Regions from separate parts of the Mus musculus genome. Here all the other regions are linked to region 1. The links are chromatin contacts, called in public HiChIP or PLAC-seq and promoter capture Hi-C maps. All regions are on one chromosome and are shown on one strand. Each heading gives the region's core, a stretch centred on a gene start, on an enhancer-like site or on the middle of the called end of the contact. The rest is flanking DNA. Distances are from core to core; before and after follow the strand shown. Region 1 holds the start of Rab5a (RAB5A, member RAS oncogene family). Region 2 holds the start of Plcl2 (phospholipase C-like 2). Region 3 holds the start of Ticam1 (toll-like receptor adaptor molecule 1). Region 4 holds the start of Dpp9 (dipeptidylpeptidase 9). Region 5 holds the start of Mydgf (myeloid derived growth factor). Region 6 holds the start of Hdgfl2 (HDGF like 2). Region 7 holds the start of Sh3gl1 (SH3-domain GRB2-like 1).

Evidence for each region. Promoter capture Hi-C pulls out the DNA fragments that hold promoters and counts their contacts. HiChIP or PLAC-seq counts read pairs in DNA pulled down with a chosen protein or histone mark.
Region 2: a contact with region 1 is called in a promoter capture Hi-C map of pre-B cells, with 4 times the contacts expected there. The contact joins the promoter of Plcl2 here to the promoter of Rab5a in region 1. A contact is called at or near these places in 3 of 39 promoter capture datasets (cranial neural crest, liver and pre-B cells) and 3 of 115 datasets of contacts at active chromatin or transcription factors (astrocytes, double positive thymocytes and thymic regulatory T cells).
Region 3: a promoter capture Hi-C map of stem cell-derived epiblast-like cells shows a contact between it and region 1, with 7 times the contacts expected there. The contact joins the promoter of Ticam1 here to the promoter of Rab5a in region 1. A contact is called at or near these places in 2 of 39 promoter capture datasets (cranial neural crest and stem cell-derived epiblast-like cells).
Region 4: a contact with region 1 is called in an H3K4me3 HiChIP or PLAC-seq map of embryonic stem cells, with 6 read pairs. The contact joins the promoter of Dpp9 here to the promoter of Rab5a in region 1. A contact is called at or near these places in 1 of 39 promoter capture datasets (pre-B cells) and 1 of 115 datasets of contacts at active chromatin or transcription factors (embryonic stem cells).
Region 5: a contact with region 1 is called in a promoter capture Hi-C map of pre-B cells, with 3 times the contacts expected there. The contact joins the promoter of Mydgf here to the promoter of Rab5a in region 1. A contact is called at or near these places in 2 of 39 promoter capture datasets (liver and pre-B cells).
Region 6: a contact with region 1 is called in a promoter capture Hi-C map of pre-B cells, with 5 times the contacts expected there. The contact joins the promoter of Hdgfl2 here to the promoter of Rab5a in region 1. A contact is called at or near these places in 4 of 39 promoter capture datasets (embryonic stem cells, liver, maxillary cranial neural crest and 1 more), 2 of 115 datasets of contacts at active chromatin or transcription factors (astrocytes and extraembryonic endoderm stem cells) and 1 of 9 other capture datasets (liver).
Region 7: a promoter capture Hi-C map of pre-B cells shows a contact between it and region 1, with 5 times the contacts expected there. The contact joins the promoter of Sh3gl1 here to the promoter of Rab5a in region 1. A contact is called at or near these places in 3 of 39 promoter capture datasets (the 3T3-L1 cell line, cranial neural crest and pre-B cells) and 2 of 115 datasets of contacts at active chromatin or transcription factors (extraembryonic endoderm stem cells and stem cell-derived neural progenitor cells).

Annotation. Positions count from the first base shown.
Region 1 is chr17:53,477,519-53,480,877 of GRCm38.p6, reverse strand. Rab5a (RAB5A, member RAS oncogene family) reads right to left here and starts at 1,644. Exons shown (of 6, transcript NM_025887.4): 1 at 1,270-1,644.
Region 2 is chr17:50,507,983-50,511,341 of GRCm38.p6, reverse strand. Plcl2 (phospholipase C-like 2) reads right to left here and starts at 1,795. Exons shown (of 6, transcript NM_013880.3): 1 at 1,405-1,795. The coding sequence starts at 1,734.
Region 3 is chr17:56,275,300-56,278,658 of GRCm38.p6, reverse strand. It overlaps Ticam1 (toll-like receptor adaptor molecule 1), which reads left to right and starts at 1,892. Exons shown (of 2, transcript NM_174989.5): 1 at 1,892-1,965.
Region 4 is chr17:56,217,369-56,220,727 of GRCm38.p6, reverse strand. It overlaps Dpp9 (dipeptidylpeptidase 9), which reads left to right and starts at 1,839. Exons shown (of 21, transcript NM_172624.3): 1 at 1,839-1,987; 2 at 3,267-3,319.
Region 5 is chr17:56,182,353-56,185,711 of GRCm38.p6, reverse strand. Mydgf (myeloid derived growth factor) reads left to right here and starts at 1,792. Exons shown (of 6, transcript NM_080837.2): 1 at 1,792-1,973; 2 at 2,997-3,047. The coding sequence starts at 1,821. It also overlaps a transcript of Tnfaip8l1 not described here.
Region 6 is chr17:56,078,078-56,081,436 of GRCm38.p6, reverse strand. Hdgfl2 (HDGF like 2) reads right to left here and starts at 1,806. Exons shown (of 16, transcript NM_008233.4): 1 at 1,611-1,806. The coding sequence starts at 1,682. It also overlaps a transcript of Ubxn6 not described here.
Region 7 is chr17:56,035,013-56,038,371 of GRCm38.p6, reverse strand. Sh3gl1 (SH3-domain GRB2-like 1) reads left to right here and starts at 1,735. Exons shown (of 10, transcript NM_013664.3): 1 at 1,735-1,957. The coding sequence starts at 1,913.

The DNA.
Region 1 (3,359 bases), core at 395-2,894:
CCAGGACAAAACTTGTTCTGTATTCCTATGGTACTTCCAAAATCTCAGGGAAAACATCGATTCTCACAGAAAATACAAACAAAATTTTGTACTTAGTTTTTAAAAACTGTTTCCTGCCCCACATCCCGATCACATTTTTGAGGGACAGGGACTTGTCGCCTAGGCAAGCACAGGATAGGTTACGGATGGCCTGGACTCCTGATCCTACCTACCTCAGCTTCCAGAGTGCTGGGATGACAGGCGGGGTGCCTTCACAGTCAGTGTCTTTTAAAGTGCAAAGCTACTAAATCTTTTACTTCCAAAGACCTCAAACGGAAATAAGCCCAAGTATAAACCTACACAGGTTGAACATGGTATTAATGTTAAGTGCGAGGGCTGGGGGTGTTCAGTGAAGCTACTGCTCAGTGCACAGAGGTTCTGCACTTATAACTTGTACTTTTATTCCGTCAAAGAAAACTTTTGCATAATATGCATCTCCAATCTTTAAAATAGTTTTTTTATACAGTTAGGAAGTCTTTGATTAAAAAAATTGCACTGAGCCCTTAAATTGTGCCAGGCACTGTTGTGCTGCCTACTTTGTTCACAACCCCACGGGTTCAAATTTTACATTAAGAACGATTCTGGGCAGACCTCAATATTCTGGAAGATGTAACAGTTTTTTTTTTTTTAATTAGTTACGTGCAAGGCAACTGATTCAGAACTTTAAATCCATTTCGGCGAGGCAAAAACTAATATGCCAAGAGTGACAGTCAAAGCTTTAAACTTCTGGAGGCGTTAGGATGTTAACCTGCTCGCACCTTGGCCCGGGCTTCCCACCTCCCACGGAAGGGACCAGAGGATCCCACTACTCGCACAGCCCGGCCAAGCCGGTCAGAGGTAGGCGGAGCTCCCCAATCCCCACCTGCTGGAGGCCTGGGTTCCTGTCTGGAAGAAGCCGAGAAATCAAACCGGGGTGCCGGGGCCAGGAGCTCCGCTGGGCCTGGTGGGCGCGCTCCTGAGCCACCCCCGTCACCCCGGATGCGATCCGGCTCAGTAGCCGGGACAGAGCCCCAAAGACCGGGCTGGAGACCGCCAGGGCCCCAGGCTCTTCCCACGGCGCCATCTTGTGAAGGGAAGAGGGTGCCACCCGCCGCTCCCTCAGAGGATTCCCCACGTCCCAGGCCCCGAAGCTGCTAGAAGAATGAGTCACTAAGCGCTGAGGGCCCGCGGCGGCTTGGAGGCCCCAAGCCCGGCCCGGGACCACAGGGACCCGCCCCGACGGCGGCTTACCTGGGCCGCGTCTCCCGGCAGCGAGGCCACGCACGGCCCGGCCCGGCCCGGAGATCGGATGCGCCGCGGCTGCAGCGGCGGCGTCGCCTGCTCGCTCCTTCTTCTCACCCTGGCCGGCGCGGGACTCTGAGCGCCGCCCGCCGTGCCGCCGCCCCTGCCGGGCTGCGTCTCCGCCTCTCCGTTCCGCCTTCCTTTCTCCTCCTCCTCCAGAGTCGCCGCGCTCGAGTTCCGAGGACTTCTTCCTCGTCGTCGTCGTTCTCCTCCTCCTCCTCCCTCGGTCTCCTCCCCTCAGACCGCCCCGGCTCCTCACGAACCAAAACACAAACACTCGGGCTCCAGCGCAGGAACTGCTTCCGCCGGCTCCGCCACGTAGCCGCACGCAGCGAAGAACGCCGTGACGTCATTTCCGCCGCTGCCCCTCCCAGGAGGCCGGCAGCGGCTTCCTAAGGGGGCGGGGCCGAAGTCACGTGACATCCCCGGGTGCGCTAAGGGAGAATAGTTCGGCCCTCTCTAACGCCTCCTTGATCTGAACCGACATCTTTGGGCTCCGGCTGCAAGGCGAGGCAGGAGCGTCAGGAATGAAGAGGGGGGCGTGGGGTTGCGTCACGTGTCTTCTCCAATTCCCTGGGGCCAGACCTACTCACTTCCTTGCTCTGCCTTCCTCCTCCCCGGGGCTCCACCCTCAGTACCACCATTGTTATCTGGGTGGCGGCGCTCTAAGCCGGCGGGTTGGGAACCCGAGAGGCGTGGGCCAGACCTGCGTTTTATGGGTCTCATCGGAGCTGACAGGGTCCCCACTGCCATTGTCAGCCTGGGTTGTCTTCCCATTGCGGCGATTTTCGGTCTGATGGTTCACTCACAGGCCTCTCACACCACTTCAGCAGCTCAGTAAAGGGGTTTAGGCGAGCGAGGGCTCCTGTGGCTCTGGAAATGCCCTGCTTTTCCGAGAATGGGCGTGTCTGTGATCTCGGAGAGAATTAAGACCCTTAAATTCAAAAGCTGCCTTTAGACAGCAAACCTCAAAAGAATAACTTGCTTTTATTGAGAGTTTACCTGTGTGTGTGGTTTTTTGTTTTGTTTTGTTTGTTTTTTGAGTGAAAAGGAGGAAATCCTAATAATTAGCGTTTATTTGGAATTCCCCATTGAACTAAGTAGTAAACATTTTGGAGTGATCTCTCTCTCTCTCTCTCTCTCTCTCTCTCTCTCTCTCACACACACACACACACCCATTGATAAGCACAGTTGATAAGCACACAGAGTCCTGGCATGTTTGTGGAATGAATGAGGGAGGCAAATAATTTGGCCACGATCACAGGTTAGATATAGTCTAGCCTGCAGCCGGCTCCATAACACTAGTTCTTAAGATTCCAATGAACAGCAGCCCAAGATGTTTATGGCTGCCCACAGCACACCTATTTAAGACGTTCCCTTGATCCGCATAGGTCCAAATACTCCACTCCCCTAAATTCTGGCACTGGTTTCTATCAAAAGAGTCATTCCTTGTCTCTGTCAGAAAGGTTCTGTGGTGCCTATTAGCATACCAAAACACAAGGCTAGCCTTCTGATTTACTCAGTACCTGTGGCTCTTCTCACCCCACTTCCTACCCTAAACTTCTCCAAGTCATGAGCTTCCCTCTTCTAGTTTCTCATTCCCATGTAACCCTACTATTTGACTCTCTCTCTCTCTCTCTCTCTCTCTCTCTCTCTCTCTCTCTCTCTCCCTCCCTCTCCCTCTCCCTCTCTCCTTCCCGCTCCCCTCTCCTGTGGCCTCCTTTGCTCCTTTGTCTTCCTGTCTCACTACCCCATCCCACCCCATGGCCATGTCCAGTCTACACTTTTCTCTCCCAGCTCTGGATTTTTCCAGATGCCTCTGGCTGTACTTTCCCTCATACCTACAACAAAACCCTTCCTTCCCTTCAAACAAGCATGCCTTTGAGTAGTCGTGGCCTCAGTTTATACATCTGGCACTACAAACTTCCTTTATACACAAACCACACGGACATGAATGCTTTGATCAAATCCACCCTTCCAATTTCCTTTCCCCCAAATACTCTCATATTCCACCATGACTTTTCCTCCTTAACTTCAAG
Region 2 (3,359 bases), core at 546-3,045, 3.0 Mb after region 1:
CATAGCTCTGCAAATAGGATCAATAATCATATATACTCGAAGACAACTTTCCTGGAAACAAACCACATACTAGAAGGAGAAGATATATCCATCACTAAGAGCTACACAAGCAGGAAAAAACGGACACCGCTTTTCTTGGTTTAAAAGTTAGACCATACACTTGATCTTTAGAGACAGGCAATGCACTTGATCTTTAAGCCCTTCAACTGTGCCCTGTCCACACAAAACCTGAGCAAGCAGATGACAAGGCTAGATGCAGTTTCACAACAGCCTCTTACACAGCACCAAAGTGGTCTGTTACACTAGATGGCTGCAGATGATGATAACCCAGAGGCACCTTCACAGTACTTGAGCATTTCTGAATTTCAAATACCACCAGTGTCAACTCTGTGCTGTTGGCACATTCTGACCTGTCTCCTAAGGGTTGTCAGCCACAAACAGGATGAGTTAGCACCAGACAGTACTCACTGGCCTGTCCTAAAAACTCCTTCATGTCTCAAAAAGCAACATTCCATATTTGCTCCATATTTGAACAAGCCAAATGGGCTGATCTGGCTCAAGGTTCTACTTTTCGTAGCTTATCAACTTTCTCTTTTCACTTCGAGTCACAAGAAATATTTTTATGTTGCAACTACACTGCAATGTTTGAAGGAAGCCACCATAAACTCTTAATGTCACCTCTTGAAATTTAAAATTCACAAAACAACTGGTGGCTTTCTAAATAGCACCATGAAAAACAAAACAAACAAAAACAAAAACAAGCAAAAACCATTCCAAAGAAACTTGCTAATTTGGAGAGGCCTGCTTATAGCAGCTAGGAAAGAATTAAATTGTGCGGAACTGTATTCTCTCAGAGCTTTTGAGGCTAAAAAAGAGGAAATCTGTGTTTATGTTCCCTTTCTCCGAGTAACTGAAGGAGAGGTATTTACATTCCCCAAATACAATCACTTGCAAGGGGCAACCAATTACCCAGTAGATTAGAAGAAATCTATTAAATAATATATGTTCATTGCCTGGGGTTTTGAGAAAATATTTTCACATGATCCCTGTCCTTTAAAATACAATAGAAACCTTACAGGGAGTGTGCCACCATGCTAAGCTGCCTCTGAAAAGCCTGTCCTACCCAGGCAGGTACAAGGCCATTTAATTCCAAGTCAATCTGGAGAGAGGTGACAGCCCCAAGTTGCTCTGGGGATGTCAGAGCACAGCACTCCTGCACACTCAGATCACCTCTCCATTCTTTCCCAATGCCATCAGCTTTCCAATCCCTGCTCCAGCACTCCAAACACCCCTACACCCTGGCTTCCCCTTCGCAGTGGGCTCATTTTGCATCGCCTCCTTCCGCCACAGCTTCTCCGGGGCGGGGAAAGCGAGCCCAAGGACGCGCGCGGGTCTCCTACTTACCTTGATGATGCTGCTCCGGCGGGGCAGGCCGCCCGGTTTGCTGTCCCTGGGGACCGGACCGGCAGCTGGGCTAGGGGTCCGCGCGAGCGCCACGCCTAGAGGTCCCCTGCCAGGGCTGGTCCGGGCTTCGTCCCCGGACACGCCGAGGCTGCAGTCTCCGTTGGAAACCCCGCCGCTGTCATAGCGCGCCCGCCCGTGGCCGAGGCGACCTCCCCCGCCACCACCTCCGCCTTCCCCGGCTCCGGCTTTCAGGGCGCCCTTGGCGCCTAGGGCCGGGCTCGGGGAGGTGGGCAGGGCCCCTCCTGCGGCGCCCCGGCCACACTCCGCCATGGGCGCCCCACGACCCGCCTGCACAAAGCCGCGTCCCCGCGTCCCCGCCGCCGCCGCCTCGGGCCGCTGCGCGCGGCCCCTCCTCCTCGCCGCCGCCGCCGCCTCGGCCGCTTCTTCCGCTTTTTCTTTTCTTTTTTTTTCTTTTTTTTTTTTTTCTTTCTCTTTTTGGTTGGGATGTGGCGCGTGCAGCGAGCTCGCCTCCGGCGCGAAGGACGTCGTGCAGGCGGAATTACCTCTGGGGTCCTGCCGGGGTCGGGGAGAGAGAGAGGAGAGAGGAGTCAGCTTGGGCGGCGGCGCCCCCGCTGCCGGCACCTGGGGAAGGAAAACACGCCCCGGCACACGCGCCGCTGCGGGCGCCAAAAATAACGCGCGCGCGCCAGCGCCCACCGCCGCGCGCCGCGTCCCCTCCGGCCCCGCGCTCACCGACGAGCGCCGCGTCCCCTCCGGCCCCGCGCTCACCGACGAGCTCGCGGCGGCGGGGCGCGAGGGACACGTGCGCCCACTCCGCGGCGCTGGCGACACGCGGAGGCGCGGCGCGCGGGGCTCCGGGGTTCCCGGCTCCGCCCAGGCCCGTCAGTCTCCCCCCCCCCCCCCACACCTTCAGGGCTCAGCCGAGGCCCAGGGCGGCTTCTGATGGCCCCCGGGCCCACCGCCACTTACCCGCGGCCATCGCCTCCCGGGCTTCGCGCTGCCCCCTACAGGCCGAGGGGACCCGTCCGGGCTCCGGGCACGGGCGTTGCGGTTGTGGTCGCTCTCCTAGGCCGGCTCAGCGAGGCGCACGCCACAGCCAGCTGTCAGTCACCTGAAGGCATCCCGAGGGGGACAGCGAACCCGCAGGCCGCGGGCGAGCTGAGGGTCCTGGGGCTGTGGTCTTGGCCGCTGCACCTCGCGTCCAGCTCCAGCCCTTCATTCGGAACCCGCTCCCTTCCCACCCTGCTCCCCCTGGGCTTCCTCAGTGGAGCAAACCCATTTCCCATACAGAAACCAATCCTCTTGCGTGTCCTTGGGCTGCTAAACTCAATGAGCACGACAGGTTGCCAGGATCTGGGGTAGGGATGGCATGGCTGGCAGGCGTTGAGAGACAGAAGACCTCCGCAGAGTTTATTTGGTGCCTCTGGGTTGTCCCACGGAGGTTTATCATTGTAGTCTGTGTCTTTCCTAAACCTGACACTAGAGAGACTTGCTTGTTCAACCCCTAGTGGGTACCATCCAAATCAGGACCATCGTTTGGGACAGGATCAAAAATCAATGATTAACATGTCGCTCTCATATGCAAATACTTTCCTTAAACCTCCATTCCTGGAGCCAAGGAAGAACGCAGGGCCACTGTGTAGCCTGGCAGAGCCATTGGCAGAAGAGCAGGACGAGTGCACTGTGTGGTACCAGAGGCTCCACCCACCTCCCCAACCCAGCCACCCTGAGGTCCAGTTTCATGCCTGGTTCTGGCTTCCCAGTTTTTCTCTCACTGTATTTCATCTTCTGGAAAGGCACTTTCCCTGGGCCAGGAGTACCTGAGAGTCCCCTGGGACAGAACTTAGAGACCTTGCCCTCGTTACCATAATATGGTAGCAAATTGCCAAGGAGCCTCTAAGGAAACGAGCTTTACATTCATAAACATGTCCACC
Region 3 (3,359 bases), core at 643-3,142, 2.8 Mb before region 1:
CTTGACTACCTAGTAAGTTTGAAACTAACCTGGGCTACTTTGAGACTATGTTTCAAAACAGCAAAACTCGGGGCAGGAGAGCTGCCTGCTGTGGTAAAGTGCTTGGAGTTGTTTGGTTTGCGGTAGAAACTGAGAAAACTTACTTCAGAGACAGAAGCTTAAAAAATAAAAGCTTTATTTTCTGCACTGGCAGGGAGGTGGCCAGTTGGGGATCTGAACCCTGATGAGAGACTGCACGACGCTTTTTATAGGATGGGAACACAAAGCGAAGGGGACCTGGGTACTGACCAATCATATCTTGACACAAAGGGTTAAACAAGGACTTAACACTGGTGACTAGGTCTTATCTGGGTCACCTGGTTTCAGGGTCCTTGAGTCAGCTTTTACAGCCTAGTCCCCTCCTGGACTCTGACCTGGAATCTAGTGTGGTGAAGGACCAAAGGAGTGGGTGAGCCGCAGTAGTCAGTTAAATCAAGGCAGGGACACACTAACGACTTGTGTGCTTTAGTTTGGATAACTGGAGAACAGCATCTTCCTTCCTTACAGCCTTCACTGGCTAACAGACAAACATGAAAGATCTAAGAAGCAGGATAGGAGTTGTATTCTGGGGCCTGGGAACATGAACTCAGTCTTGACCCTGCCAGCAAGATAGAACTTGTTTCTGAGATGGCTGGACTCAGGAAACTGTCTCCTAAAGATGTGACCAAGAGCAAACACTTGATGTCAACCTCCAACTTACACAAATACGTGTGCATATGTAAGCATGAAAATGTGGAGAAGTCCGTCTGCTACCTGCTTTGGGGAGATGAGTGTCCAGAGTCTGGGAGAGATTGAGTTCAGTGGCATGAGGCAGATACTCCTGCCTAGACTCCCCAGCAAGAGGGTGGGGTGGTTCTCCTTTGTGCACCTCATCTTCCAGTCATAGTCCTCTGGGAACTGCTGCTTTTCTGTTTTCACAATTTAGTTTTATCAGTTTTAAAACATGCCATAGGGCTGGAGAGATGGCTCAGTGGCTAAGAGCACTGGCTACTCTTCCAGAGGTCCCCGAGTTCAACCCCTAGCAACCACATCCATCAGATGTGGCTCACAACCGACTGTAATGAGATCTGATGCCCTCTTCTGGTGTATCTGAAGAGAGCCAGAGTGTACTCATACGTAAAATAAATAAATAAAGCTTTAAAGTATGCCTGTAATCTCACCATCTAGCTGAGCTAGGAGGATAGCCCCAAGTCCCAGTATGCATACACAGACCGTTTCTCAAAAGTAAATACCCAGAAATCTCCGACAAATCTTTGTGTTGTGTCTCTGTGACGGCTCAGCAAGTAATGGTACTTGCGGTTCTTTGACCTACATTCATACATGCCTGCATGCACATACATACACACAACACCAAGTAAAATCAAGTAAAGAATTAAAAATATTTACAACCTAACAGTTGTATAAAACCTTGTGGCCTCCAGCACTTCTGTTTACTTATCTTGTATGAACTTATTTTTGAGATGGAGGTCTCACTCTGTGGGTCAGGCTTCCTTGGAACTCTGGGCAATCTCTCTGCTTTAGTTTTCTGTGTGATGCTGGACTGACAAGTGTGAGTCATCAGGTTCCCAGTGCACTTAGCCACATGGTGCTTTGCGAATCCCCAGAGTATGTCACTAGCTGAGCTCTTTGGCTAACAGCTTAAAGTTCTCTGTGGGCGGAGGGTTCCTTCTTCCTTTCCCCAGCTCTGGCCTCACAAAGTACAAGTCCTGCCTAGTTCCACGTGGCGCCAGGACACTGGGCGGGAGGGCAGGGCTTGGCTCAGCTAGATAAGATTACACGCTGACTTCATCCCCCCCCTACCCCCCCCCCCAGACCCGGAAGGGAGGAAGGGGCGGAACCGAACGCTCCCTCCTCCCTTCTCTCTCCTCCTCCTCCAGCAGCCACCAGGGACCGGGAGATCTACCAGCTCAAGACCCCTACAGCCAGGTAGGATGAAGGCAGAGGGAACAGGACGGCGGGCCGGCGGGCATAGGGTCGGGAATAGATGCTGGGCCGGCCACCTGCAGGCTGCCAGGTTCCTCAAGTTCTTTCCCATGGATACTCAGATCCGCAATCCAACTCCTAACTCCCAAACCAGCCCTGTGACCCTGGGTGCTCGCTCAGTTCCTAGTTACCCCCCCCCCCCCCCAACCTCCATGGCTAGATCTTCTAAGTCCCAGGTCTTCTCCAGCCCCAACAGCGAATCCTCAACCCTCTCCACCCTCAATCCCTCCCGTTGTCGCTATTTCCTGATCAGATCTGCTTTCTCTACCTCAATGTTCCCTGTCAAAATTCCTGCCCCAGACTAACACAGACACCATCTACTACTACCTGTGGGGACTGGCTTGCTGCACCTTCTACAGTCAACTATTTCCGGCCCCTGGATACATGCAAGGTCACCCTGGCAGTACAAAGTCCCTGAGTTCCAGAGCTGACAGTCAGCAGAGCCTGGAGGAGGGCCCCCCTGTGCCAGAGACTAAGTTCTGCCAGGGAGAGAAGGCCAGGGAAGAAAGAAAGAGGCCTATTTACCCCATCCACTCACCATCCACCCATCCTGGTTTCTGCTGTTCTGGGGATATCACACAGTCTCTTAGGCATGCTGGATGCTTTTTTTTTTTTTTTTTTTTTTGAGACAGGGTTTCTCTGTGTAGCCCTGGCTGTCCTGGAACTCACTCTGTAGACCAGGCTGGCCTTGAACTCGAAATCCACCTGCCTCTGCCTCCCAAGTGCTAGGATTAAAGGCCTGAGCCACCATTGCCAGACTGGCATGCTGGATGAGTGCTTTACCCACTGAGCACATCTCCTCCCTCTTCCTAACTCTCCCCTCCCCCTCCCCTTCTCCTTCCCTCCTTCTTTCTCTCTCTCTCCTTACTCTCCCCTTTCCTCTTCCCTCTCTCTTAAAAATAACTACCTTTATTTTTGTGTCATTTGTGTTATTTGTATCTTTTTTTTTTTTTTTTTTTTTTTTTGGTTTTTGAGGCAGGGTTTCTCTGTGTAGCCCTGGCTGTCCTGGAACTCACTTTGTAGACCAGGCTAGCCTTGAACTCAGAAATCTACCTGCCTCTGCCTCCTGAGTACTGGGATTAAAGGCGTGCGCCACCACGCCCAGCTGTGTTATTTGTATCTTAAGACAGGGTGTATCACTATGCTGACCAGGCTGACCTGGAACTTACCTAAGTGGACCCTGATCTCTTGGGTTCAAGAATCCTCCTGTTGTTGGGCAGTGGTTGTACATACCTTTGATCCCAGCACTCAGGAGGCAGAAGAGGGTGGATCTCTGAGTTTGTTTTTTTTAAAGATTTATTTATTATATATAAGTACACTATAGCTGTCTTCAGACA
Region 4 (3,359 bases), core at 590-3,089, 2.7 Mb before region 1:
CATGAGATCCAGCTGCAAGGCATTTTCTCAATTAGTGGTCAAGGGGGAAAGGCCCCTTGTGGGTGGTACCATCTCTGGGCTGGTAGTCTTGAGTTCTATAAGAAAGCATGCTGAGCAAGCCAGTGGAAATAAGCCAGTAAAGAACATCCCTCCATGGCCTCTGCACCAGCTCCTGCTTCCTGGCCTGCTTGAGTTCCAGTCCTGACTTCCTTGGAGATGAACAGCAGCATGAAAGTGTAAGCTGAATAAACCCTTTCCTCCCCAACTTGCTTCTTGCTCATGATGTTTGTGCAGGAATAGAAACCCTAAGACACCCTCTTTCTGTCTTTAGTAGTACATGTTCATGTCAAAGGTCTCCACCTCTGAGTGCTGGAGCTGACCCTTGACCCCAGAGGACCTCCTCCCTCCCTCCCCCATCACATAAGTTCATCTTCAAGTTCAAGCAGATGCTGGGGCTTAGGCTCAGTCCCAATCCCCAGCTTCTCATTAACCAGGCATGGTGGTGTACAGTCACCCCAGCACTGGGGAGGAAGAGGCAGGAGTTCAAGATAAATTTTAGCTACATGAGACTCTTCCCCAAAATGGGTGTGAAAAGAAAGGGGTCAGGAGAGAGAAGAGGATGGCTGGAACTGGGGAAGACCAGGAGAGCCGCCAGGCCCTCAGCCACGTCCTGTAATTGTGTAACAAATGGTGTCTCCAGGGAGGGTTCCTGGAAAGGGAACAGGGTTGCAACATCATGTTAAAAATGTAGCTCTCAGGATTTCCGGTCAAAAAGTTAACTAGCTAGGAAGCTAAGTGGGGACACTTCAACAACAATGGAGGATGCTCACTAAATGTCACTCACCAAACAATGGATGCCCTTCTGCAGGAACCCTGTTAGGATAACTTTTGGGGAGTGTGTCTTTATTTACAAAAGCTCTTTAGAGGCTTGAGAGAGGTGGCTCTGCGAGGAGGGGAGTCCATGTCCCAGCACTCATGTGGCCTTAACTCCAGTTACAAGAAATCCATTGTGGGTCTGGAGAGATGGCTCAGTGGTTAAGAGCACTGACTGCTCTTCTGAAGGTCCTGAGTTCAAATCCCAGCAACCACATGGTGGCTCACAACCACCTTTAATGAGATCTGACGCCCTCGAATCTGAAGACTGCTACAGTGTACTTAGGTGTACTTAGATATAATAATAAATTTAAAAAAATTAAAAGGAAAGAAACCCATTGTCCTCTTCTGTCACACTCGCGTGGCTCAGACACAATGCACAGATAAGAAGTAAAACATGAGCCGGGCGTGGTGGCGCACACCTTTAATGCAGAGGCAGGTGGCAGAGGCAGGCGGATTTCTGAGTTCGAGGCCAGCCTGGTCTACAGAGTGAGTTCCAGGACAGCCAGGGCTATACTGAGAAACCCCGTCTCGAAAAACAAAAAACAAAGTAAAACATGGTGTGGGCGAGATCTAGACAGAGCAGGCAGATCTTAGAGTTCAAAGCTAGCCTGATTAAGTGGAGAGTTTCCGAGCGCTGGGATGAGCGGCGTAAGCAATCTGGGACTAGAACCCGGGGCCACCTTTTGGAAGGCAGCTTTCCTAACCACTATTCTACCAATATCTCAGCTTTCTTAGATATTTTTAATAGGTCACTGCAGGGTCGAGCTGGCCAGCAGAACTGGAGCAGGGGTGTCCATCCCGCAGTCCTCTCCCAGACAGCAAGGGGCCACCAGCCTTGCCTTCAGCCCTAAGACGCTCCTGAGCATTGTCCCCTAGAGTTTCACGGACGTTGGTTCTGCCCTGACGTTACCCAATCAAAAGCCTCTGCTTCTGCAGCTCAACTTCCGGGTCAAAGGAGGCGCAGCTGGCGGGTCCCCCCGGTGTCCGCCGCCTTCGCTGTCCCCCCGCGCCCGCCACTTCCGGGCCCTCGTCTTGGGCATGGAGCGTCGCGTGTGAGGCGCCGCCGGCCCCGGGGACGCCCTGCTCAGCTTGTCCTCCGCGCCACGCTCGGGTGAGCAGCGTCCGGCCCCGGCTCGCCGCCTCCCGCCCCGGCCGGCGCCGTCCGCCCGCCTCGGCGCCGCGCGCCCTGTCCTCGTCGTCCCCGCCGCTCTGGTCGCCGCGCTTCGCCGGTTCCGGGCCGCGCCCAAGAGCTGCTGCCGCACCGCTGCGGAGACGCAGCCGCCAGCTTCATCGCAGAGCGCGGCTCAGCCCGGCGTCCGCGCAGCCTCCGCCAGCCTCCGCCAGCCTCGTCTCTGCCAAACCCTCCCTCCCGGCCTCATCCTTCCCAACCTGATCCCCTCAAGCCTCATCCTCTTCCATCTTGATCTTCTAAAGCCGGATCCCCGCAAGCCTGATTCCCCTCCCAGCTTGATCCCTCAAGCCTGATCCCCAAAACTTGATCCGTCCAACTTGTTCCCTCAAGGCCTGATAGTCCAGGTTGACCCTCCTCTCAAACCTGAAATCCTAAAGCTTCATACCCCAAAGCTTGAAACCCGCAGCATGAACCTCTCCAAATGACCCTACCAGCCTGACTCTTCCAAGACTGGTCACTCCCCAAGCCTGATCCTTCACTCAGCCCTTATCCTCTGCCTCAGTTTCCACATTGTCGCATGCCAAGCTTGATACCCTCCCAGACTAAAATCATATCCTCTGTCTCATCCCTTTCCTCCCCGGATTAGCTTGAACCCCCTCAGCTTCCAGCATTCATTCCCTGCATCTTGAGCCCCACCCTTAGGATCTCGGCCTTAGGCCCATCCATCCCCTCCCCATCCACGATTTTGCCCAGCCTTTGACCTCAGCGGCCTTTTTGCTGCCTGTTACCCAGGCTCCCTCGGGAGCCCCCAGGGCAATCACCAACCTGCTTTCGAAGAGTTGGGACTGGTGCCCAGGAGGTGTGGACCACAGTCGCCAGTTCCCTGCTGGGTCCCAGGGAGACCGCACACTGAGGGACACGTCTCTTCCAAGTACAACCCAGGGCATGTTGGCAGCCCCGAGGGGCTGGGAGGCTCAGTTAGAGTCGAACCAGGTAGATAGGGTTAGGCACAGGCGGAGACTCCCGCCCGCATGGAAAGTGAGTGAGAAGAAGCCACACACATCACCGGCCCCTCCATCTTCACCGGCCCCTTCATCCTCACTGGTTCCCCAGTTCACACCAACCACTCCATCCTTGCCAGCCCCTCATCTTCCGCCAACCCCTTCATCCTTGCCAGACCCCATTTTCACCAACCCCTTCATTCTTGCCAGCCCTTCCCATCTGCCCACCTTAACAACACCACATTTGTTCTTCTAAGGTCCGTGCCCCTCGCCTGCAGCTGCCATGGAAGCTCCTTGGACCCTTTAGAAGGTGAGTTGTGCTGGGGTCGGGCAGCAAGGCAGGCTCTGTG
Region 5 (3,359 bases), core at 543-3,042, 2.7 Mb before region 1:
GGGGGCAGTGCTTGGATTTCTGAGAGGGGCAGAGATGTCCAGGTTGAGGATTGGTGGAATTTCCAGTGCTGAGCTCAGGGGAGGCTCAGTGATTGGTGGGCTTTTTTTTTTTTTTTTTTTTTTAATGGGAATCTCAAGGGACTAGTGGGTTTTCCTGCTCAGCGATTGGTGGCTTTTTTTTTTCCCACCCCCTTTCCCTGCATCAGGCCCATGGCTAAGGGTGGAAAGTCCTTTCTGGCTGCAGCCAGCTTTTGCTGAAGCGACATCTCTGTGGGACTGCTGGGGGTGGGGTAGGCTGGGGAGGAGATGAGCCACTGTGGACAGCTCCTGTGAGGGCTGCAGGCTGAGATGTCACTGGTGCTGCCACTTTTGACAGCACTTGTGGGACACTTTACTGCAGCAGCCCATAGGCTGGGGTGGAAAGGAGGACCCCGCCACTACTCTGATGGCTTTTGTGGTGCACCGCTCAGGGACTACAGGAGGACTGGGATGGGGCAGGCTAAGGTGGCATCAGCAGCCATTTGAGAGGAAATGAGGTACTTGTAACTAGATAGAGGATCACTTAGCCGTAGAGTCTAATTTTAAGATACTTATTTTCTGTTGTGCAAGGCTGCTTGCCCCAATTCACATGTAGTGAGAACAGCTTTTAGGAGTCAGTTCTACCACCATCTAGTGACCAGGGCTGAAGTCATGGCTGCAAGCCCTTTACTCACTATTCCATCTCGCTGGCCAGTGGAAAGATGGGAAAATTATTCAGCAGCAGAGGGCTGGCCAGGCATGCTCTAGGTCCGGTAACAGCATAGCAACACCTGTGACCTATAGGAAGCTGCAAAACCGGAAGAATTCACTTTTAAAGTATTGCTATTATTATATTATTTTCATGTCTGTCTGTGTACCACATGCATACCTGGTACCTGCAGAGGCCAGAAGAAGACATCGGATCTCTTGGAAATGGAGTTAAAGTTGTAAAGCACCATGTGGGTGCTGGGCTTCAAATCTTGGTCCTCTATAGAACAGCCAGTGCTCTTAATTGCTGAGCCATCACCGCAGCCCTCACAATAAAATATTTTTGAAAAATATGCCGGGAAGTGGTGTCGCACACCTTTAATCCCAGCACTTGGGAGGCAGAGGGAGGTGGATTTCTGAGTTTGAGGCCAACCTAGTCTACAGAGTGAGTTCCAGGACAGCCAGGGCTACAGAGACCCCCCACCAAAAAAAACACAAAAAACAAACCTTAATACACACACACACACACACACACACACACACACACACACACACACACACACACATATATGTAAAATATGTTACAAAACAAAAAACAATCAACAGGTGGTGGTGGAGGCCTACGCCTTAATCTCAGCACTCAGGTGGCAGAGTCAGGCAGATCTCTGAGTTCCCGGCTAGCCTGGAGAGATTTCCAGGACCTTGTCTCGTCAAAACCAAAAAAATAGGACAAATAAAAGTGAAATAAACCATATTTATTAACAAATGGATAATCTAACAAAATTAAACACTGTCAACCCCCATGTTGTCCTGAAGTGAGTCCGGGAGCCCATTTAAGTGAGATATAAAAATATCCGGGGGGGAGGCAAAAGTTACCTGCAAACTCCAACCCAAACAAGCGCCAAGACGAAGTCGCCCTCCAGGCATCCGCGAGCGTCAATCAGAGGCGCTGTAGTGCATCACGTGCCAAGTCGAGTCCCGCCCCACCATGGCAGCCAAATCGGGCGGGGCGACGTTGTCACCGTTCGGCGCTGACGTGTCCCGCGCGTGTCACTCCACGTTCGCGAGCGCCTGCGCATTGCCCCGGAAGCAAGATGGCAGCCCCCAGCGGAGGCTTCTGGACTGCGGTGGTCCTGGCGGCCGCAGCGCTGAAATTGGCCGCCGCTGTGTCCGAGCCCACCACCGTGCCATTTGACGTGAGGCCCGGAGGGGTCGTGCATTCGTTCTCCCAGGACGTAGGACCCGGGGTACGTGCTAAGCCTCCTGCCCGGGAATCGATGCCTATGGACTTCCGATCAGGTGGTCCTGGAGACCGGGTGGAGTGGCAGAGGCAGGGTTACCTGAAGAAGGGACCTGGCTGCCTCGTCTGTCTTCTGTCAGTCACTCCCTACCTGCAAGGCGACTTCCCCTTGCCCATCTCATTGTAGAAAAGGGAATACTGGTTGATAAGAGCAGCGGATCTAGGGGACTGGCTATACAGGTCGCACGTGGGTTACTCACTGAACCCGGACTAGAGCGGGAGCACCCCCCAAGCCTTACACGAGTCCATCACCTCTCCTTTCAGCGAGCCAGCAGTCAGCCTAGCCTCTGCCCGCCCCAGCTTGGCTTCTGGGACAGCGGTGTCCCTAGTGACCATTTCTTGAGACCATTACTATAGTCCTGTGCTTTCTGGCAGGTTTGTGTTGTGGGCAGGAAGCAGTACAAGCTTGTATCTAACAGGAGCCCCGAGTACTGACCTCATAGGTGATGTTCTAGGGATGATTGCTGAAGGCCATTTGACCTTCCTAGGAAATCACAGTGATTTGAGCAAAGTTCTGAGCTCCTGAGAGGAGAGAGATCTGGTGGCCTCTGGAGGGTGTACTGAGGGATGGAACCTAGAGTCTCACATCGGCAGAGCCAGGGTTCTGCCCCGCCCTAGGCAGGGGCTCCACCCCTGAGCCACATCCCTAGCTCCTCATTAGGGGATTCTAGGTGGGACTCCACCCCTGAGTCACCCTCCCAACCCCTCACTGCTGGATTCTGGACAGGCTCAACCCTTGACCTTCTGGGCAGGGGCTGATGTATATCTCAGTCCTTTTTGATCTGTTTTACATCGGGACAGCACCTTGCTAAGTCACCCAGGCTAGCTTATGTCCCAGTTCCCAGTTCTGCGTCAGCCTCCTGGATACCAGAGATGATGTGCATACAGGACCATGCCCAGTATGCTAGGGTCTTGGTTCTGAGTATTGAGATCTTTGCTCTTCAGCCTCCTTTTATTTCTCCTTCTACAGAACAAGTTTACATGTACATTCACCTACGCTTCCCAAGGAGGGACCAACGAGGTAAGTTCCTCAGGGTGTCACACGACTGGTGTCAAGGGAAAGTGGCCAGACTCCCGAGGCTCTAAAGTCCCAGTCCCTTGAGCCTGAAGGACTTCTAGTTGCCTTGGCTTCCGCCTAATGGAATCAGCAGCCCACAGTGCTGATCCCTGACTCTTAGTCTATGTGTAATCAGTGAGCCACCAGAGCCTGGGACAGTCCTCAGGGCAGCCCGTAAGCTGGCAAGAGGGCCGATACCTCAGCAGCACCCAGGGCATCGAGGTGAACTGTTATGAGGTTAGCTGCCTGTCCCACACACAAGTTAGTTCATTCAGT
Region 6 (3,359 bases), core at 557-3,056, 2.6 Mb before region 1:
CCACCCTCTTTGTGAAAGCCCATGGGTTCCAGCAGCTGTCAGTCACCTTCCCACAGGATGCTAGTAGCCCCTTCCCCTCCAATCAGGTGCTTGGAACTGTTCTCTCAGTGCTGGAGAAGGCTGGGAAGGGGGAAGGGACAAGAGCTTCATAGAGAGCAGAGGTAGACTAGTGAGGGCAGTGGCCAATGTAAAGTTTTGCTCCCCAGTCACCCCACTCACAGTGGGATTTCCCAGTGTTTAGCCACCCACCTCATCAACGCCGGGGGATGGCTGGATCCTCCCTAGCCTGCTCCTCAAACTCTGGTCCCTGGTGGCTGGATGCAGGATACCAGATGCAGAAGCATCCTCAAACCTGCCCTGCCGAGCCCTGCCAGGCTGCTTCTCCCAACGGTCCCACACCTCAGGAACTTATGGGGCCCTCTGGTCCTGACCTCTAGGAGTTACCTCCTGGGCTGGTTCCTGTTGAGCTTGCTCTTTGGCATCCCCATGGTAACTCCCTGCCGTATGGTCTTCCATTCCCACCCCCATGCAGACACAGCCAATCTAGCCTCTGTACTAAGACCTAGAGGCAACAAAACTCTGTTTCTATGCAACTGAACATGTGCACCAGGACTTGCAACGCTAGCCACCATCTGCACAACAAAAATTCCTTCAGTCCTGACACATGGATGCAGCTAACTTCAGCCCTGGAGTGATCTCTGTCCCAAGTCCTGGGGGCAGCAGAAGCCTTTGGGTCTCCGTGTATGTGCCAATTTTTGCCAGGGCCAGAATTCTACCACCTGCGCACCCAGGCTCTAAAAATCTACACTGCTTGACTCCAGCTTTCTCAAACAGGAAACCTCAAAGCCTCCTACCTCCAGCTTGAAGCTGCCTGTTCTCAGGTAAGCTACATACAGCCCACTGAATCCCTTTAAGGGCCGGACTCCAGGTCCCCAGAAAAGCTTTCTTCCAACCCTTGCCCTCATTTAGGTCATAGAGATAAGGTCCCTTTCCTTCCGCTGTATCCCGCTCCCCCATCCATCACGCGCAGCCTCTCTGGAAGAGACTCTTCCCATCATTTGACCCTTCCACTCCAATCCCAACGTGCCCATGTACCCTTTGAGCCCCACTACATCCCTCAGGCTCCACGACCCTGGGATCCCCTAAACGCATTTCTGACCTCTGGTACATTGGTCTCTCAGGCCCTGGACACCAAACCAAGTGACACAGGTTCCGGAGGAGGTCAAGGCTAGCACCACGGCCGTTCTCTGCAGGACTGTGGGTCTCTGAGACTCAGGACCTCACCATGCAGGTTACTCAGACCAAAACATTGCCACACCTCAATTCCAAAGGACCACGGGTCAGAGCCAGGATCCGGAACAGCGGAACACAAGTCCCTCAGACCAGGGACCTCCCCGAAGACGCACCAGACCCCAGGCACTGTGGTCCCGGAGGAAGGAGATTCCTCAACTCCAGAAAACCACAGTGCAGTCACCTGAGCCAGCAGCCCCAACCTCTCCTCAGCCTCCATTCCAGCCTCCCCGCGCGCGCCCGCCCGCCCGCCCGCCCGCGGCCCCTCTGCTCGGGGCCGCCAACTCCGCCGGGCCCGTCCACTCCACGCGCGGCCTCACCCGGGCCGGCCAGTGCGGGTAGCCCTTCATCTTGGCAAACACCAAGTCCCCGGGCTTGAAGGCGTGCGGCATGCTGTCGGCGGAGGCCCAGGCCGCGGGAAGCAGCAACGGCGGTGAGAGGCGAAGTCAGAGGCGGGAGTCGGACGCCTGAGGGGCGGAGGCGTCCGCACGGGCCGCCGGCCGGCGTCTACTTATTGGGTTCAGCACGACCGGAAGTCCCGCCCTCCCTTGGCTAGGGGCCGCCGTCGCCGTCGCTCATGACCACAGAGACGCGCGCGGGCCAATAAAGGGAGGGGTTGGATCAGAGCTAGTTAACGGGATTGGATAACGGAGCAGAAGCCAAGGGCGTGGACTAGGAGCCAGTGGGTGGGGCGGAGGGTGTCGGAGGTAAAAGACGAAAGGTTTAAGCGGCTACTGGGTGGAGCCTAGAGAGGAATGATGGGCGGGGCTTAGGTTGGGGATCGCTCAGGGGCGTGGCTCGCAGTCAGGATGTGGGGCGGGGTGAAGGGCATTAGACGAATTAGACGCAAAACGGACAGGGGCTTGACAGGGGCGTGGCTTAAGAGCTGCATGAGGCAGTGGCCTGTGGGTGAAAGGAAGACTGAAACTAATGACAAGCAGTGATGGGGCGGGGCCTAGCGAGGCCGGAACATACATAACAGTACTGAACAGGCCTTTGGACTCGGCCAGACGAAATATAAACAACCAATCAGCGTAGAAGACGGATTAACGACAGCCTTCCAAAAGGGCATCAGTGCAACTATGAAGCCCATTGGCTATAGCTCGACCAATGGCTGGACATGAAGACAAGTTCCACAGAACTCAGCAAACTCCCGCCAGGAGTTGGCAGAGGAAGGGGCGGTGATCAAGAAAGGTCAGGGCTGAGAAGGGGGCGGGACAGAGCTCACTTGTTTACTTTCATTATTTAAAATTTTTTTCTTTTTTTGTTGTCTATAATACATTACATATTTTCACTTTATACTTACAGCACCTTTATACTTTGACATTTTGCATTTTAATTATTCTTTTTGTTGTTGTTTTTTTGAGACAGGGTTTCTCTGTGTAGCCCTGGCTGTCCTGGAACTCACTCTGTGGACCAGGCTGGCCTGGACCTCAGAAATCCGCCTGCCTCTGCCTCCCAAGTGCTGGGATTAAAGGCGTGCGCCATCACTGCCCAGCCATTTTAATTATTCTTAATTTTATTTGGAGACAGGGTCTCACTCTGCTGTCCTCACTGGTGAGTGGGGGGTGGGGACAACTCCTTATATAGACCAGACTGGCTTCGAACTCACAGATGTACTCTTGCCTCTGTCTCCCCAGCTCTGGATCAAACATGTGTGCCACCGTGCCCTGCCTTAAAAATCTGTGTGCTGCCGGGCAGTGGTGGCTCACGCCTTTAATCCCAGCACTTGGGAGGCAGAGGCAGGCAGATTTCTGAGTTCGAAGCCAGCCCGGTCTACAGAGTGAGTTCCAGGACAGCCAAGGCTATACAGAGAAACCCTGCCTCGAAAAACAAAAACAAAACAAAACAAAACAAATCTGCGTGCTATGTGTGGGCATGCACGCACATGCTACAGCGTGTGTAGAAATCAGAGGACAGCTTTGTGGAGCCCACCACTCATTTTTTTTTCACCTGAGGCTTACGGGGAAAGTAATTCACTCGATGAGCCATTTCACTAGCCATATTTACTTTACTTAAATGTATACTGATCTTAGTAGTTGTTTATTTTTATGACTGGGTCTTAGCCC
Region 7 (3,359 bases), core at 486-2,985, 2.6 Mb before region 1:
CGCAAACTCGGAGACCCATCTGCTCTGCTTCTCAGGGGCTTGGGTTAAAGGTGTGTGCATTGCCACACCTGGCATATTCTATATAGTTTTTGAAATTTGTAACAGTTGATAGAAGGGTTAAGGTACATATGTCAACCTGGGGAGACTTCATTGAAGAGATATTGTCTTAGTTAGGGTTTTACTAATGTGAACAGACATCATGACCAAGGCAACTCTTATAAGAACAACGTTTAGGGGGCTGGAGAGATGGCTCAGCGGGTAAGAGCACTGATTGCTCTTCCAAAGGTCATGAGTTCAAATCCCAGCAACCACATGGTAGCTCACAACCATCCTTAATAAGATCTGATGCCCTCTTCTGGTGTGTCTGAAGACAGCTACAGTGTACTTAGATATAATAATAAAATAAATCTAAAAAAAAAAAAACAATGTTTAATTGGGACTGGCTTACAGGTTCAGAGATTCAGTTCATTATCATCCAGGCGGGAACATAGCAATATCCAGGCAGACATGGTGAAGGTGGAGCTGAGAGTTCTACATCTTCATCTGAGGGCTGCTAGCAGAATACTGGCTTCCAGGCAGCTAGGATGAGGGTCTTAAAGCTCACACCCACAGTGACACACCTACTCCAGCAGGGGCACAACTTCTAATAGTGCCACTCCCTGGTCTGAGCATATACAAGCCATCACAGATATCATTCAATTAGAGTCCTCTTTCTGTCTTAATGATGAGAGGAAGCTCACTGCAGGGCTAATGCGCAAAAAAGCAATGATGTCCTATAGCTGGTACATGACAGGAATGAACCAATGGAACTCGAAATAGGAGATAGCTACAGTCTGAGCGAACTATTTTGAAAATATGTTTCTAGTGGGGCTCATTGGTGCACACCTGTGATTTAGCACTTGGGACGTGGAGGAGCTTGGACAGGAGTTCAAGGTCATCCTTGGTTATACAGTAAGTTTGAGGCTTAGCCTGGGTTATGCAATATCTGCTCTGAAATAAAGTTATGAAGAAGGAAATAAAGGACTCTCTTTTCTAGTTGTATCCTCAGCGATTTATTAGAAGGGAGACACTGAAGGAAGGACCCCAGAGAGAAGGCTGGTGGCGTGTTAGCATTTGGGCCTCTGCCGGGATTAAAGGCGTACATGCATCACCACTGGCATACCTCATATTAATTTTTAAGTTATGGGTATATATGTGACCCGGTGTACTTGAGAGCAGTTGAAGGAGGCCAGGAAAGGGCTGTGACCCGGAGCTGGAGTTACAGACAGCTAGCTATGAGCAAGCAGCCTGATGTGGATGCGAGGAACTGAACTCCCGATGTCAGCCAGGGCAGCAAGCACTTTTACCTGGAGAACCAACCGTTCCTCTAGCCCCTAAGATATTCCATTTTACCTCGCTTTGTCTTTATTACACTCTCGCTGGCAAATTCCGCTCCGCTTTCTCCACGCACAAATAAAATATTAATTAATTAAAACTGACTTTTGGCTTTATATCTACTCCTGGACTCTAGAGGGAGCTGCATCATGCGTACACGCGCACGTACACAGATTTCTGGCCTCTCTAGGCGCCCCCTCATCTCGTTGGTGTGGGAGGGTTTCCGCCGTTCCTCCCCCGGCAATGCTCTTTCTGTCCTCCAGGGGGCGCGCACGCGCAGAGAGGCGGAGCGCGCGCAGATGCCGTTGTAGGGTGGGGTGAGGCGATATGGGGGCGTCACCGGAAGTGTGCGGTTGCCATGTAATATCCCGGCCGCGCGTGCGCGCTAGCCGGCCGAGGTGGCTTCGGGGCGGGGGCGCAGAGCTGGCAAGCTGATTTGGCGGTGGCGGCGCCGACCTGCGCGCGGAGGAAAGAAGTCGGTTCGGCGGCGCCGGCGGAAACCGGAGTTCGAGCGGGAGGCCTGACGGCGGCAGGCGGCATGTCGGTGGCGGGGCTGAAGAAGCAGTTCTACAAGGCGAGCCAGGTGAGGCGAGGCCAGGCGATCTGGTCTCGGGCCTGCCTTTGGGGACCGCAGACGAGCCGAGCTGGCTTCCCTTGGGCTAGCGGGGAAGGGGAGACCGGGTCCCCGTGCTTTGAAGAGGGACACCGGGTGTGCGCGTCTAGGCGGCTTTCAGAAAGCTCTGGAGGGCCGGCGAAAGGGCTTCATTGAGAGGGGCTTGCCGCCAGGCTTTACAACGTAAGTTCGATTCCTGGGATCGCAGCATGGAAGGCAAGCCCCCCCCCCCCCAAAGTCTCCAGGCTATGCTTCCGAGACTCTCACCACATAGCCTCAGGCCACAGAAAATGTTTGTCTAGGTTGATATCCAAAAAAACCAAGTCCACACAGGGCTTAAAAAATAATCAGTGTCCCATTCTTCTTTTCCCTCTCCGGTGTCTGTAAGACGGATTGAAAAAAAAAAAACCTAAAAAACCAAAAACAAACATTCTCGCTCACTGGGTGTTATACATCATTAATCCCTGCACACTTGAGGCAGTCAGGTAAGCAGATCTCTGAGTTTGAGGCCAGCCAGGGTTACGTAACATAAGGAGACCCTGTCTCAAAAATGAAAGAAAAATCTCTTGGTAGACACTGTGGCAAGTTGAAAAGAGACAGTGAAAAGTAATTTTCCAGGCTTCTGCAGTTTACAAAATGTGTCAGGTTTGTGTCCCTATTTCTAAAACATATGTATGCTTCTTTGAAAGATACGTTTTTGTTGGCTGTACCATACTATAGATTCCTATAGGTACTTGGTGGTTTGGGTTTAGTGTTTAATCGATCCGATCATGACTCTGAACTGAAATTCTCCTTTCTGGTTGTGTTGACATTCAGGAGTTCTGTAGGGTGGGCATCCTGGCCTCCGTTGTATAAACATTGAGAACCCTACCCCAGGCAGGCAGGCGCTCCTTTCAGACATCCTATAGTGTAATGTCCCTCTGGAACTTTTGGGGGGTTTTTTGAGGCCAAGTTTTGCTCGTAGTCCAGGCTGGCCCAGAATTTTCCATCTTCCTGCCTCTCAGGCGCTGGGATGACAGGATACCTTTGTGTGTTGAAGGTTTTATATTTGCCTTGAACTCCTGGGCTCAAGTGAGCCTGTTCCCTCAGCTCTGTCAGGTTTCTGCTTGAGAAAACCCTTGTTGTCTCATCTCTGTCTCAGTCAGGCCAGAGTGGCCTCATAGTCATTATCCTCCCGCCTCTGCCTCCCGGTGCTGAGTTACAGATGTTTGTCACCAAACCTCAGTGGCCAGAAGTTCGTGACTGAGTTTTCTCCTGTCTGTTTTGAGTTTCTTTTCTTCTGCCTTTTCCTCCAGGTTGCTAGATCGATTGTGCTCGCGAGTGCGCTCTCTCTTTCTCTCTCGTTTGATGGATGTTTGCTGGGGTTGGAGCC